Regions from separate parts of the Mus musculus genome. Here region 1 is linked to region 2. The links are chromatin contacts, called in public Hi-C maps. All regions are on one chromosome and are shown on one strand. The core of a region is the stretch at or near the end of the contact, and the rest is flanking DNA. Distances in the headings are between cores, read along the strand shown.

Evidence for each region. A called contact is a pair of places that touch in the nucleus more often than the background predicts.
Region 1: a Hi-C map of B cells shows a contact between it and region 2, with 3 times the contacts expected there. The contact joins the enhancer-like site here to the promoter of Scn4b in region 2. A contact is called at or near these places in 3 of 39 promoter capture datasets (the C10 cell line, macrophages and pre-B cells), 2 of 15 datasets of contacts at CTCF or cohesin (large pre-B cells and pro-B cells), 15 of 484 Hi-C or Micro-C datasets (the AML12 cell line, B cells, the P5424 cell line and 7 more), 2 of 115 datasets of contacts at active chromatin or transcription factors (bone marrow-derived dendritic cells and large pre-B cells) and 2 of 9 other capture datasets (adipose tissue and liver).

What each region holds. Positions count from the first base shown.
Region 1 is chr9:45,219,355-45,222,943 of GRCm38.p6, reverse strand. All of the region lies in intron 1 of BC049352 (cDNA sequence BC049352), which reads right to left. Among named protein-coding and RNA genes, the nearest start is that of Tmprss4, 17 kb to the right of the region's middle. Within about 2 kb of position 2,258, at least 29 of the 459 cell types and tissues checked have an H3K27ac peak or open chromatin away from gene starts, as enhancers often do. A contact at or near this core is called in B cells, the P5424 cell line, adipose tissue and 2 more, where this site is marked.
Region 2 is chr9:45,136,951-45,140,684 of GRCm38.p6, reverse strand. It overlaps Scn4b (sodium channel, type IV, beta), which reads right to left and starts at 2,061. Exons shown (of 5, transcript NM_001013390.3): 1 at 1,583-2,061. The coding sequence starts at 1,643.

The DNA of each region.
Region 1 (3,589 bases), core at 1,009-3,508, 82 kb before region 2:
ATTCCACGGGATGGGTTCCTAGATTGAATACAGAGAGAAAAGAGGGCTGGGAGACGGCTCAGTGGGAGAGATGTTTCCTGTGCAAACTTGGGGACATGAATTCAGATCCTCAGCATCCAGGGAAAATAAGGAAGAAGCAATAGAGGGAGATGCGAGCACACACGCGCGCGTGCGCACACACACACACACACACACACAAATACACACACACACACACACACACGCACTCTAAACACCAACATCTCCCCCCCGTGGATCTTGACTGCAGATGTAATGTGACCAGGCTTCTCACCGTTCTCGCTACCATGACTCCTCCACCAACTATGGCTTCTCAAACCATGAACCAGAATAAAGGTTTCCTTCCTTAAAAGGAAAGGCCTTGGTCTTTCCTCAACTGTGTCTGCTGTCACAACTAGAAAGGTAATATACTCTCTCACCCTATAACCCTCTACCCTGCAGCCTCATCCCACAAACACTGCCTGGCACTGTCCTGTCATACCCAAGAGGACGGGCCAACTAGGCTCCTACTTCAAGGCCATGGCCTAGGGTATGGTCCTACCTGTGCTCTTGTAACCTCCCCTCTAGTTTCCCACTGGCCTTTCAGGGCCCCCAGCACATCCTGCATTCAGCAGGAAGCCATCACTCAAGTTCCAGAGTCAACAGTGCCATATTCAGCAGCCCCCTGTCACACACAGATGCTGTACCTGGAACTGCGGGTTTGGGACCCACCTGCCTTCTCTGGAGATGGATTTACCCATGTCTGTGTGCCCAGAGCCTGTCTCTCCAGCTCAAGGCAGAACCCACTCGGGTTCAGGGCAAATGTTTCTTGGATGCAGTAAATGCCCAAGCAGGGCTAATTCTGGAGACAGTGACTGAAAAGTACAGAGGGCAGTCCTGAGATCACATCACAGTGGCTGTCATACTGTAGCCATACTGTCTCTGGTTGGAAGAAGATACTGTGCTTGACCTGATCTGGGCAATTCACGTTCCTTCTTGAAGGCAATGCTTTCTCTCTACTTTCTATGGTTGCCCTCTGCCCCATAACATATACACAGCCATTTCCTTCTGTCTCCCTTGGCTCTTGAAGGAACATGAGCCACGTTCTCACTGCAAATATCTCACTGTAAAAATCTTACAAACTTTCACACCACAGCACGGAAGAACACATTCCTGTGAGCCGTGCGCCCCCTAGTGGCAGAAATGGTTCCTTTTCCAACAAGGGAAGGGCTCTTGGAAGGCTAAATGGTAGAACCGCTTATGTAATTGCCTCTTCAGGCCAGTCCTAGCTTGTTGTGTGTTTATTCAATTGTCATACACTGTTGTTTTGCCAGACAGACAAGAAAAGGAGGCCCAAGAGTCACTACAGATCTCTGGTAGAGAAGACAAACAAAGGGAGAGTCTCTTCCAGAGAAGTGTGACACACCACTTAAGTTAAAGGGAGTCTGAGAACGCTGCAAGAACCCTGATTTGGGGGTACCACTGAGAGGACTCCCTGGGATCACATGACACTATTGCTATGCTCACATCCATGTAACTGGGTAACAGTTCAGCTTCCACACGCGGGGCCCGCTGTGGTGGGAGGTAATTGTTCCAGAGTCAGAGTGTTGTGGTTCAACTGTGATAAGACACTTTGCAAGAAAATGGTGGAGTTTCTCCAGGGGCCTAGAAACCAAACCAGGAAGGGGCTGAAGTTAAGAGACCAGAGGAGTCAGGAGACCCAGTTCCTTCAGAGGAGAAAATATAGTTGTAACAAACGACGAGACCAGAAAGGAGAAGAAATGGACGACAGACCACTGAGCATTGAGTTTTGCGAAGCCATGAGGCCATTTTGTGAAATTAAATGCAAATTTTTAAAAAAATCAATAGCTATACTCAGCATCAATTCACCTACATTCATAATTTGATAACTGGCTCCAGAATCAGGCTAACCACAGGCATGAGAGTAAACTCTGTTGGCGCCAAGGAAGTAGGGCAGCTAACTGTTCTACATAAGTAGAACGTGTCCTACAGTCATTTAAAAGAATTTCCAGGCTTGGGGGGCTGAGGCAGGAGAATTACAAGTGAAGGATCTGCCTTGGGTATCTCAATAAGACCCTGTCGAGAAATAGAAAACAAAACAACAACAAACAAAAACAAACAGACAAACAAAAGACTGTAGCTCAGTGGTAGGGAGTTTGTCTTGAGAGGCCTCTCAAGTATGTGGGGCAGCTACTCTGTTGTGGGACTATTCTGTTGAAGCAGGAAGTTACTGTCCATAGCACATTTTTGGCTCCTACTCAGCCCTGGAGACTTCCTGTAGCCCCAAGGTGATCCCATACCCCTTGTGCCAGTTCTGCCCCACCTTGTATTGAGGTTTCTCCTCTAAAGCAATATCAACTCTGGTATTCACCCCAGGGCCAGGTGTATGGGAGAGTCCTGGGTTGGGATGGGTCCTGGGTGGAGTGGGCGTAGGCAGATCTGGATAGTCAGGTGGCCAAAGCATAGATACACAAGAAATTCTGGAGTTCTGGATAGGAGGGGCCCAGCGAGGGAAGAGGACTGTGCCAGGGGCTGGACTTGGCACACCTAGTCAGAAACACACTTTATGAACATTTGTTCACTCAGAGTGTGAGGAAACATGGGGTGAGTGCCTCTCTCCTGGAGTAAGGGCAGAGCAAATAAAGGGTATGCATGCATGGCAGAGTACATGGGCCCACCTGGAACTCCAGGGATAGACACTAAATATGTCCTCCTGTTAGGGTAGCCTGTAGGGACCAGGAAGAAATGAGGGGAAGGTTCAGCAGGTGAGTGTGCTTGCAACCAAGCCCAAAGACCTGAGTTTGATCCCCAGAACCAACATGGCAGAAGGAGAAAACCAACTTCTACAAGTTGTCTTCTGACCTACACATAAACACACACACACACACACACACACACACACACACACACACACACACACACTTCAGAAAATGGTTGGTGCCGTCTCCTTGCCAAATGGAAACCAGCACTCTCTGAACCCCTTTGCTTTCTTGGCCCTCAGTTAGAGCCCACTGCTTAAGAGGGAAGCCAGAGTGAGCCACAAAGGGGCAAGAAAGGCAAGTTACAGTCAGGCTGGGAAAGATAGCAGGTCCGGGACAGAGCAGGATGAGACCCACCCCAGGCCAAGTATTATCTGGGTTTGCCCAGGGCTGATGTATGTCATGCAGTCTCACTGAATCAACCGGCACTAGTAAACTCTTCTTTGGTCCAGTGTGAGGATCTGTAAAAGCCAGCATGGGTAACTAAAATGACTTTCAAAATCCTACCATCCTACAAAGACTGCCTAGCCCAAGACAGGTGTGGGACTTCTTATGCCCAATAAATACAATTCTCCTGCACCAGGCCAATGTGAAGTAAGGTGAGAGGGTCACATTTGGAAAGAATGCTATCCTGTGTGACCTGATGCTTGTAAAGTGGGTGTCACCTGGGGAGGGTGTAATGATGTCTGACTGTGCTGACAGGAAGGGGAATAGCACACAGTAGGTGACTCCATCCCTGCTGCTTGCTGAGAGATAATTTCTCTGTTCTGGGACTGTGACAGACTTTCAAACTCAGCTCAGAATGTCTAAAG
Region 2 (3,734 bases), core at 812-3,311:
ACTTGACCATCAGCTGGGCACACACCCTTAGGCAGGTTACGATCCCTCTCTGTGCTATACATTCCTCACTCTTTGCAACGCTCATCGCTCATCGATATGGTTTTCAAACTCCCTGCCCTATTCATACCAAAGCTCTGCCCTGCTCTCCACTTACCCCCTCCCCCATCCAGTACCTAGAGCCCTCTTGGCTGTCCACAGAAGCCTGCTTCTATGGATAGTCTAGCAGGGCAAGGCCTAGCCCTCCCTTGACCAACCAAACACGGGGGTAAAGCAACCCACGACATACAGTGGCTGGTTTAATGACTGGAGCTTTGGTACCTCTGAGACCTCTCATCCCTACCGTGGCCACAGGAGAGCCCCAGGATGATCCAAGTGTGGACTCCAGTGGAATGACACTGTACCCATCCCATGAAGAAGAGCTTTGGACTTTAAAAGAGTCACCATGAAACCTGTACGACATCTGTATGGTATGGAACAAAACATCAGTGCCCTATATCTGATGGCCTCCGGGAGGTAAGGCAGAGCTCAGGAGCAAAAAGAACACAGTTCCCAACACCTGATGGGTACGCATAGGACAGATCTGCACGTGAGTTCCAGGCGCAAGAGCAGCAGTGGCTTCCTATAAGAGGCCTGTGCCCCCTGCTTCCAGCACAGATACCTCCACCATGTGCCTGATCCAGTGGGGGGTGGGTGGGTGGGTTATGCTGTCAAAAACCAAACTTGACTTTATATAAACAGGAAGAGGCACAGGTGCCAGAGACGGAGTCAGCTTACATTGGAAGTCAGGCTGTGTAGAAGATTAGATTCTGGTCTGGACTAATAAATACCATTGCTTAATCTCTTGGAGTTTGACACTCAAAACCATCATGTGAATATTAATAGATAGCCATAAGAGTCTATACCCTCTGTGTCCTCTGGGCCTGACTCCTCTCTCTTCCCAGCCTTCCCCAAAATGAAAAGCCAGTAGCAAGCCAAACAGGTCTTTCCCCAAAGAAACCCTTTAAAGGAAGAGGGACAAGGACCTTCTGAAAAGGTGGCCTTTGAGTGGTCCTCTGGGTTCTTCTAAGTCCTTCCAGCATTTGAAAGAGTGGCAATGGACACCAGAAAGGAAGAAGTGGGGAGAACCTGGCGAAGAGTCGGGAGGGAGACCCTCGTCCCCCATTGGAGCATTTCCTGCTGCCAGGGAAGCAAGCAAGTCAATAGTACTAGGCAAGAGCGGCAGACACCGCTACACCTGCAAACTCCCTGGAGCCCCCACACTCAAGGCAGTAGACACCCCAGCCCCCACCCCACCAGCATGCCTTAACTCCGGTCTCAGGAGGATTTCCCTGCTGCAGCTCCAACACCTAGCTCCAAAAGGCATCAAAGAAAGCAAGAAACTCACTGCCCGGGTGGCAGGGGTTGGGGAAAATGCACAAGGTTCCCAGGGAACATAGTCTTAAAGCTAAGGGTCCGGAGGAAGACCGGCATCCCAATCATTTGGTGCCACCTTGTCTAAGGCACTTCTCTTCACCTCCTTCAGGATGGGGTGGGGTTAAGAAAGAGGCGAGAGAGAGAAATGACAAAGCTGGGGCTATCTTACCCAAAAGCCCAGTGCCCAGCCATCTCGCCTGAGTATTGCCTCGGTTCCCAGCCCGGGACATGGTCCTGTTCTCTCTGGAGCGCTCCGGGGGCTTGGGATGGAATAGTGGGGACAGCCGGGCTCTCCACCCGAGGTCGTCTGTGGGCCCCGCAGCTGCCAGGGGAGCTCCGAGCCGCGGGTCGGGGCTCCGGAAAGTTAGCCGCGAGAGAGCGAGACGAGGGGGAGACCAAGGAGGGGGAGGCGCGCCCGCCGCCTCTTGGAGCCGGCTGCAGGAGCCGGGGCTGGAAGGGGGAGGAGGAGCCGGAGCTGAAGGGAGGACGCCGGGGCGAGCGGCACTGCGATGCGCCTCTGCTCTGGAAGCGCTCCAGCCGCAGGAGGGGCGGCGTCCCCGTCGGTTTCGCACAGTGCCCGTTGCGCCGTGTATCACGGCCGTAGGGTCCAGCCTGGGCAGCCCTCTTCCTCTCCAGCGGGACGGGAATGCTGCGGCTTGGCACTGCAGGGCCAGCCCGCAGACGCCCGCATCATCCCAAGCGCCGAGCTGCCAATTAGGAGAAGAGTTCACGGGGGAGTAGAGGTGGAGCTTTTAGGTTTGTTGGAAGGCTGTTTTTGTTCCGCTCAGAGAACACGAGTAAGGGCAGCGGCTGCCTCTCCGGGGACCGCCGGGAGGACATCCGCAGCGGGCGCTGCCGCAGCCGGTGGGCGTGTGCCGGCTTGCCCGCTGCGGACGACCGGTACAGCCCTGAACCAACACGCGTCGCCTCCAGCCGCGCCGCTCATTCGCTCTGCGGATGGCTTTTAGGCTGTGGCAAACCTAGTTTCCCCTGCAAAGTCTCCTGCACGCCGCCCACCAACCCATTTCTGCACAGACTCTTTGCTTCTTAGAGGGTTGGCAGGCAGTCACTTGGAGACAGCGTGCTTTGCCCCCAGCGCGGGGAGGCGGGGGTGGGGAGGCAACCGTAAACACCAAGAAGGTCCCCCCTCAAGACCTCTAGTCAACTACTCAAGCTACCCTCCAGGACAAATCCTCCTCACTGTCCGGAGACCAGTTAAACCTTGGAAATACACCCTCCACCTCGCCACACCCTCCACCCATCTTCCAACCCGGAGTTCCTGAAAGGCTTCAGCGCCATAAGAGACCATTGAGGTTGTATACAGAATGTTAACTGTCTGCGGGGAGAACCTTGTTTTCTTTTGCTTCGTTGGTTGTCATGGTAGTTGAACAGCTCTGATGCCCTGTGTTTGCTGCTGGAGAACTCTGAACAAAGCACACAACTTTTCTGGAGAATTCTGCTGTCTGCTGGATGGTGACCCCATGATATTTACCTCCTGATGCAAAATAGCATCATCCTCAATGCTAGGCAACAGGGAGGGCAGCCCTGGGCTCCTAGTTTTAGGGGACCTCATGCTAGCCCATGAGTCCAGGGAACACACCTCCTCTGAGTTCTAAAGGGTTCTGGGGATCCAAGAATCTAGTGTTTCCCCTAGGGGTTGCTGAGTTGGACTCCTCTTGGATAAGTTTGATAAGCAGGTGGGTGGTTCCTGAGTGGAACCCCAGTCGCTGCAGGACCAGTCACAAAAGCAAGATGACTGGGGAAGAGTCTGAAAAGAAATCCCATCTTCTAGGCCACCATGGAAAAGCAGTCAGAGGCCGAGGATGGGAGATAAACTTTACTTAATGATCCTGAGTTGCTGTTCCTGCTGTCATTGCTGTAGTGGTGGTGGTTTTGAGACAGGAGTTCTCTGTGTAGCCCTGTAGGCCAAACTGTCCTGGAACTCAGAGATCGCCCTGCCTCTTCTTCCCCTTCCTGAGTGCTGGGATGAAAGGTGTTCTCCACCACGCCTCTATCCTGATTTATTACCTACATTGAGACTTGTGTGCCTTTTTGCACCTGTATCTTGCACCAGGCCTTTCCAACATTAGAAATAGAACTGGATGTAAAGACTCAGAGAGATAAAGACGTGTTAGCACGCTTGGCAGAGCCCTGGGCACACAGGCTGAACACACAACACATCTGAGTTCAAAGAAGCCTGGGGCCCCAGAGGGGAAGCTACGTCCAGGAGAGGTTTTGACCTTTGGGAGGGCCTGCCACTGTGCAAGCAAGGCCAGGCATCCAGGCTGCCTGTGTTATTTTTACAGCAGGGTCATGTTTCT